2 separate regions of the Rattus norvegicus genome follow, and region 2 is linked to region 1. A link is a contact called in public Hi-C data. All regions are on one chromosome and are shown on one strand. The core of a region is the stretch at or near the end of the contact, and the rest is flanking DNA. Distances in the headings are between cores, read along the strand shown. Region 1 overlaps Rad54l2 (RAD54 like 2). Region 2 holds the start of Dcaf1 (DDB1 and CUL4 associated factor 1).

The links. Hi-C and Micro-C count contacts between places; a contact is called where the count stands out from the background.
Region 2: a Hi-C map of liver shows a contact between it and region 1, with 2.3 times the contacts expected there. The contact joins the promoter of Dcaf1 here to the enhancer-like site in region 1. A contact is called at or near these places in 2 of 12 Hi-C or Micro-C datasets (hepatocytes and liver).

Annotation. Positions count from the first base shown.
Region 1 is chr8:116,251,278-116,255,268 of GRCr8, reverse strand. All of the region lies in intron 2 of Rad54l2 (RAD54 like 2), which reads left to right. Among named protein-coding and RNA genes, the nearest start is that of Tex264, 52 kb to the right of the region's middle. Within about 2 kb of position 1,783, at least 5 of the 93 cell types and tissues checked have an H3K27ac peak or open chromatin away from gene starts, as enhancers often do. A contact at or near this core is called in hepatocytes and liver, where this site is marked.
Region 2 is chr8:116,350,399-116,354,835 of GRCr8, reverse strand. Dcaf1 (DDB1 and CUL4 associated factor 1) reads right to left here and starts at 1,803. Exons shown (of 24, transcript NM_001354204.2): 1 at 1,707-1,803.

The DNA of each region.
Region 1 (3,991 bases), core at 534-3,033:
AAAGGGTCTCATTTGCTAGTCTTGCTGTCCTAGAACTCACTATATAGGTGGCCTTGAGCAGTCTTCTTTTTTTTTTTTTTTTTTTTTCCGGAGCTGGGGACCGAACCCAGGGCCTTGCGCTTCCTAGGCAAGCGCTCTACCACTGAGCCAAATTCCCAACCCTTGAGCAGTCTTCTTGCTTTGACTTCCCACATGCTAAGATTATCTTTAACATCTTGACAAGTAGTTTCAGGGTAGTGATAGAAGCTTAAAGAACAGGTGGGTAGGAGACCATCAAAACAACTGTGTCTGTCTGTCTCTGTCTGTCTCTGTGTGTGTTATTGGGGATTGAACTTAGGAGATCTTCGGTGCTAGGCAAGAGTTTTACCACTGAGATACATCTTTACCACTCACTCTTCTTACTTTAAAAAAAAAAAGTAATTACTTTTTCTTTACTCCCCCAAGTCCCTGTACCTCCTACTCCCCAAGATCTTATTGAGTTGCCCAGGCAGGCCTTGAACTTTCAAACCTCCTGCCTTAGCTTCCTTGAGTAACTAGGATTACGGGCCTATACCACCAGTCTCACTAAGAATAGATAGCTGAGAACTTTTGCTATATACAGGCACAGATAAAAGAGGCAATAGTGAAGGGGGAAGTTGAGGTCAAAGATTTTTTCTTTTTGGTTTGATGCTTTATTTATTTAAATTGTTATTGCTTAAATTGGCTTGAAACCCCTTGCTTCTATAGTGATTGGGAAGTGTGTGGACCACCATTCCAACAAGGAGGCGTTTGTGTGTGTGTGTGTGTGTGTGTGTGTGTGTGTGTGTGTGTGTGTGTGTGCGTGTGTGTGTGTGTGTTTCAGTGGGTAAGTTTTGTACTTTTAGTCACATGATAGTAGAGATGATCGGGAAGGGAGAGCAGTTGATGATGCAGGAAAGGCTGGTACAGTCCCTGCTGCCTTGACCCGGGTTGTGACTTGAATGACCTTCCCTGTGAGATGCAATGTTGAATAGTAGACAGGAACATGCCTCGGGCAAGGCAACCAGATACTAAACTTCTGTGATCTTGGCCAAGTCCTCGATAAACCTTTTAGTTCCCAAACACAAATGGAAAACTCTGAAACGCAAACTCTAGATCTTTTATTTTGTTGTTCTATATGAAGATTAGGAAGAAAAGAACCAAAGAAGTTGATGTAGATGAGCCTGGGGTAGCAGCCTGCTCTGAGCAAATCCGAAGGTGTTACCAGCTTCCTTGTTGAGTTTTATTGGTGTCTCTGTGGGTGGCCAGTAGCACTCCTTAAGTGACAGTTTGCTGTTTGCTCGCTTGCTTGCTTCTTTGTTTGTTTTGCAGTAGGGTCTCTGTGTAGCCCTGGCTGGTCTGGAACTATCTATGAAGATTAGCCTGTCTTTGAACCCATAGAGATCTGCCTGCCTCTGCCTCAGGAATGCTGGGATCAAAGGTGTCAGTACCCCTCCCTCCCAGCTTAACTACAGTTTCAGACCAGGTCTCTGTTCTGGGTTTGTTCTTTTACCATTTTTCCCACTTACTAGGAAGTTATAACACTTTTTCTTGGGAATGCTTGATTACTTAATTGTTGGGCTGATTTTTCTCAGAATAGCATTTGTCATAACTTCTCAGCCTTTTGGCTAAGATCAAATGTCAAATAGCAAAAGTCACAATTTGTGGCAGCTTCCCTGTTTGAGATGAAGCAGTGCCAATTTAGATACGAGTTCCTGTCCTCCCTTTCTCTGCCAGGCTGGAGGCACAAAGGGGCAGAGTGTTTGGGTATGCCAAGGGCATCAGAAAACCATGCCAGACGTTGACCCGTTGTTGAACACGACCTGGTAGTGCCTTTCCCAGTCTTTCTCAGTGATCAGGGAGGGGGCTTTGGGTTATTTGTTGTATTTGCACTTCTCAAATTCTTTAATGTGCTGAGCTCTTTTATGCTCATGGCCATTTTGATATTTGAGAACTTACCATTTCCTATTGATTTGTAAATTTTTGTGTGTAGATAGATGTGTTTTCTTTGATATACACAATATAGCTATTTTCTACCACTTGATTTTTTTTCCCCCTAATCTTCCTGATTTCAGAAATTTTCTGTTTTCAGAAATTTTGTTTTGTTTTGTTTTTTAGAGGTAGTATCTCATGTGAGCTAGACTGGCCTTAAACTTGATGTGGAGCAGAGAGGTTGGCCTTGACCTCCTTATTCTCCTGCCATCCCTTCCCAAGTACTGGGACTCTAGGCGTATGCAGTCCTGGCATCTATATTTTTGACTTTTTTGAGACAGCCTTGCTATTTAGCCCAGGTTAGCAGCTGCTGCTGTTCCTCCTCCCTACTCCCTTTCTCCTCCTCTTTTTAAATAGTTGCATGTATTTTAGGGTGACCTTGAACTTACTGGCCTTATTTCCTGTAAAGAGACATCATGGCAAAGTCAACTCTTAAAAAAGGAAGTATGCTTACTGTTTCTAGGGTTAGTCCATGATCAGCCTGGCAGGAAACATGGCAGCAGGCATGGCAGGCAGGGTGCACAGAGTTTAATTTATATCCTGATCCCAGCGAGGCCAACAGAGAGACTGGGCCTGGCATGGGCTTGTGAAACCTGGAAGTCTACCTCCAGTGACACACCTCCTCCAACAGGCCACACTTATTTAAAAAGGTCATACCTCCCAATCCTTTCCAAACAGTTTTACTGTGGACTGAGCACTCATACATATGCGCCTATAGGATCCATTCTCAAACCACCAAAATGACCTTGAAGTCCAATTTTTTTTCAGTTACATCCCAGTTGATGTACCTAAGACTTAAGACTTATTTTCTTGGGGGATGGAGAGATAACTCAGCTGTTAAGAGCACTGAGTGCTCTTCCAAAAGTCCTGAACAATTCCCAGCAACCACGTGGTGGCTCACAACCATCTGTAATGGAATCAGATGCTCTCTTTTGGTGTGTCTGAAGATAGCTACATATAAATAAATAAATAAATCTTATTAAAAAAAAGACTTATTTTCTTTTTAGTATGGCTAATATGTTCCATATCATTCTCCTGTGTCTTTCTCTGATTAAAGTTTAATTATGTACTCTTTATTAACAGAGTTAACATTTAGGCTTTTCTTTTGGACAGGCCTTTTCCATGTAAGCCTGGCTTTCCTGAAACTTCTTTTATAGACAAGGTTAGCCTGGAATTTAGGGATCTGCTTCCTTCTGCCTCCCAAATACTGGGATTAAAGGGGTCTCTATACTTGGCAACATTTAGGCTTTTAATTAATGAAATAGTTGAAAAAGCTCATCATAATCATGAGTATGTCATTTTGTTACTCATAACTTCAGATGTTGCTCTCTTTAGGGTATAGGGACTTATTATAATTTAGTTTTGCCTTTCATAACATCTCCTTTCAATCTGACTTAGTGTTCCTAAATCAGACATTTTTATCATGATTAAGGGTGTGAAAGAGTCATTTACACTTTTAAAATTATACCTGAATACATTAGATAGAAGAGCTTGTACCTAGTCCTGTGCATGGCAGTCTGGGGTTTTACAGAGTCGTTTCTTCCCATTGGCCTCTTGCTTTCCCAGCATAGCGTCTGCTGCCAAGTCAGATGCTCATGGAACCTTAGTCTTTGCCCACTCCCTTTTCTGAGCTACAAAGTCCTTCTGGGATCGATGAGAGAGCTGTTGTGTTTGAAGCTTAATGCTCCAATATATTCACCAGTAGGAGGAGAAAGTAACCTTGATTCCTGTTGGCTTTTTCTCCTTCCCTTTGGGCTACTAGAATAAATACTGTCTTGTGCTGGGTTAACTCATTAAAAGGTGAACTGTTATAGTTTTTCTTTGTGCCTTGTTTCTTGAAAGGGCAGCAGCTTCTTCTGATGTGTTGTTGTACAAGGCCCTAGTGGAGCTTGTGTCATGCAAAGATTTGCCTGTGCCCTCTTTGCCCCTGGCTCTTTCATGGGATGCAAAGGTCACATTTGCCCCTCTCCTTCTTAGCTCCTATGTTCACTTAAGATTCCAT
Region 2 (4,437 bases), core at 554-3,053, 100 kb before region 1:
GCTACGCAGAGACTATTTAAAAGGCCTTAAGGAAGGGAAAGGAGATTTCCTCTGAGAGAGGCCCTAAGTTGATCCTCAACTCCAAAAGGGTAAAGAGGGAGCTTCAAGAAAAAAGTTAACACTATGGCATTCAATCCTATGTAACTTTATTACTGCCAATGACTACTAGCTCCTTTACAAAAACATAGTGGTAATAAACCAACTCCAATCCCTTTAACAGAGTTCCTTTGATCACATTTTATTATTAAATTTAACAACTAACAGTTAGCAGTAAATACGATGCTCAAAAGATGTGTAAAAACTCCTCAAATTACCTTAACACCTAAAAATATATCCTCATTCGAAAATGGTTAATGAATAACTGTTATACACAAACATAAATCTTAAGGTGGGCAGTGCTGGTTTACACCTTTAATCCCAGTACTCAGGGAGGCAGAGGCAGGCAGATCTCTGAGTTCGAGACCAACCTGGTCTAAGCTGAGTTTCTGGGCAACCACGGCTACACAGAGAAACCCTGTCTCAAAAAACAAAAACATAAATCTTGACATTGAACTGAAATGTTTATAAAAGCCTTGAAGGTAAATGCCAGTAACCTCAAGGGGAAAAAGCCTTCAAAGCCCTTCAGGTGACACCATCAGTGAACTTCCTACTATACATTAACAAAGGGCTTGCAATAGGAAGACAGTGCTACAACAAATTAAAACGTGCTGGGTATCTAAAAGGCTTCGCCTCAAAGAGTTAAAAAAAACAGAGCAAACTTGGCATGGGGGCAGACACCTTTAATCTCAGCACTCTGGGTAGGAGGATATCTTAGTTCAAGGCCAGCCTACTCTACAATGAGTTCTGGGAAGGAAAAAAAAAAAGAGCAACGTAAGATAAACAAAACCGAGTCATTTGTTACTCAAAAACTACTACTTCACACACTCCACGACTATTTCCTCAACAAATGGAAAAACCAGAGAGTTATCACTGCAGTAAGAGGAAACGGACCGACACCTTCTAGGAACAGAAGACAAAGTATGGCAAACGTCCTTGAAAGCCCAACAAAAACTAACTAAAAGCCCTCAGAACAAGTGCCGGAGAAGCCTGGCAGGCAATCTGGGGTCAGACTCGGCGTCTGGGCACCCACATACCTCTCTCCCCTTCCACTCTACTGCATTGTAGAAGTGGGAGGGGTCCCGGAGAGCTCCGCCCCCTCGCCCGGTCCAAGAGGCGGGAGGGTGCAAGTGGGAGGTGGCTCGGAGCCGAACGAGGGAAAAGCCCGCCCAGGTGATTGAGGTTGGAGGCGGAGACACAGTCCCGGGAAGGGGTCCGTCGTGCGGCAGGGAAGAGGAAGCCCCCTCGTCTCGTGAGGAACAGAGACTTGGAGGTGACGAGAGAAATTCAAAAGAGCACCTCCTTCAGGTAGAGAGCATACCCTGCCCCCCCCCACGCCCGGGCGGAAGAGTTACTCTAAAGAAGCTTCATTACAAGACTGGTGGAAGAACCTGGAGGCCCCGCCCCCTAGCCAGGGGTCGGAAAGCGGAAAGTCTTGTCAGGCCCAGGGCCCAGCCTCCCCGGTGGTCCTGCCCACCCCCTCGCCGCCCGCAGCCGAAGCAGGTGCCGCCCCTCCCCCAGCGCGGCGCCCACTCTCCCGCCCTGCGGGCCGCGCGCTCGGTCTCCTCGTGCCCCTGACAGAGAGCCGGCTCCTTCCTTATCCCGCTCACCTTCGCGAGCGGCTCCGCCGCTTCTCCCCCGACCCCTCCAGCGGCCACGGTTCTCACACACCGCCTCTGGTCCCGCACTCACTCTCCCTCACTCACACACACAGCGCGACCACGGCTCCTGAGCGGCCCACATATTATACGTCACTCGCATGCTACGTACTGTGCGCGCGCGCGTAACGTTGGCGCGAGGCTCCCAAGCGAGTAGGGGGAGGAGCGGAGGAATATCAAAGCGCTCCTGGGAAATGAAGTTCCGCGTTTAAGGGCAGGGATGGTGAAGCTTGACCTACCAGTAAGCACCACTTTAGCGCGTTGACTTCTGGTATTCGTAGTTTTCTTTAATAAACGTGAATTGCTGTGTATTCATTGGCTGCCTCCAAAGGCGGAAGCGAAAAGTAAAGGAAGGAATGAATCTTTCTAAAATCCCCGCTGGCCAGGTAACTTTGTCCGTACCCAAGTCTACCCTGTGTCATCGGAAAGGCTCAGTAAGGCTCTGCCACAACAGCCTTAAAACATGCCAGGGTCAAAGAATGCATTTCGCATAAATGTATCAGAAATTACTGTACTCGTTAGACCGAAACTCATTGGTTTTCCTTTGTCTTTCTGTTAAAAACATATTCGGCAGGAATCAAAAACCATCTGTTACCATGTATTATATGTGAGGCAGAAAAATTAAAAAAAGCCCTTTGGCGAAAATAACTAATCAGAGGCCATCTAATTCAATTTATCAGTTTGAAAGTTGAGGAAAGTGAAACCCACAGTAAATGACTTGCCTAACTTCACAAACCAAAGGGAAGCAGCATCCGAAGGATCTGATTTTGACCCAACGATTCTGTGTGAGAGCATGGAAGATAACGATAACTCCACAATTGAGCAGAATCTTGACAAAACCTGCCCAGACTTATGCAACTCACTATTGTTCTTGGCGTTCTGAGTTGAGTTCTGTGTGTTTCCATAGAGCTCTCACAGCCAATACATTCACGTGGAAATTAGAAAACACTGTGAACCTATTGTCATGATCAGATTCTACGGCTGTTACTAAGCCTGTATCCAAGAAGTGGTAGTGGCGGTGGTGCAAGCCTTTAATCCCAGCACTTGGGAAGCAGAGGCAGACAGATCTTTGTGAGTTCAAGGCCAGCCTCATTTAGAGTGAGTTCCAAAACAACTGGCGCTACAGAGGGAAATCCTGCCTTAAAAAACAAATTAAAAGGGGCTGGGGATTTAGCTCAGTGGTAGAGCGCTTACCTAGGAAGTGCAAGGCCCTGGGTTCGGTCCCCAGCTCCGGAAAAAAAAGAAAAAAAAAAAGAACAAACAAAAAAAAAAAAAAAAACAAATTAAAAAAGAGAAGCCAGTATCTTAGGTCTCAGCTTAAGTCCATCACCATCCTACCTCACCCACCTGAGTACTCTGTTCTGCTTCCTCACTCAATTGTGTGCTTGGAGTAACAGCCATCCCAGGTACAAATTCTAGAAGGTGATGGTATGTAGCCCATCATCACTTCTTGCTCTTGTGCTATAATGGCCACTATTTAATTAGGCTTTATAGCAGACTTAAATCAAATGTTTTTAATTACACTCATTATTCTCAACACCAGAGCAGATAAGGCTAGCCAAATTTATGGAGGAGAAATCTAAAGTAGTAATGTTGAATGAAGAGTTTTACTAGGCACGGTGGGACTGGTGAGGCAAAGGCAGGTGGATCTGTGAGTTAGAAGCCATCTTTGTCTACACATTGAATTCCAGGATAGCCAGTGCTACGTAATAGATAATGTCTCAAAACAAAAAAGACAGACAAAAAGATACAGATTTGGGGACTGGAGAGGGCTCGGCATGAAAGAGCCCTTCAGAGGACCAGGGTTTGATGCCCAGCACCCACATGGCAGTTCACAACCATCTGTAAATTCAGTTCCAGGGGATCAGATGCCCTCTTCAACATACTTGTACACATAAAATAAATCTTTAATTTCTTTCTTTTTTTTTCAAGACAGGGCCTCAATCGATATCTAGCGCTGGCTGTCCTGGAATCCCCTATGTAGACCAGCCCTGGCATTGAAATCAGAGATTCACCTGCCTCTGCATTCCAAGTGCCGAAATTAAAGGCTTGTACGCTATGACCAGCTACATTTTTATCTTAAGAGAGAGTTCATGGTACCTACAATACTATTTCAGACAGCTCTCCTGCCATAGCTCCCTGGACTATGACACAAAATGTAGAGGGAATCCTCTAGGTATCCTCCCCAATCCCTTGGATACCTTATCTCTGCCTGTGGTTATCATGCAAGAGCCCTTGTGGGAACTCAAAGTCCAGTTCATCAAAGCAGGAGTTGCTCCCTCCTGTCACCAGATGGCACTGCTCCACTTTGGGGGTACTGGGTTGGTGGTCTTAGGGGCATCAAAGGGGATTAGGAAGCTAACTCTGGGACATTGTAGTAGAAGAGCAGAAATACAGGGCCTGTCTAGGAGCAACTCCCCCAAGAATCTCTACCATGCTGGGCAGTGGTGACAGACATCTTTAAACCCAACGTTCAGGAGGCAGAAGCAGGGGGATCTCTGTGAGATTGAGGCCAACCTCATCTATAGTGAGAATTCCAGGACACCCAGAGCTACTCACAAAGAAACCCTGCCTTGAAAAACCAAAATCATCATCATCATCATCATCATCATCACCGTCGCCACCCAGAGCTGGCTATGGCAGTGCAAGCCTCCAATCCCAGCACTTGAGTGGAGAGACAGGG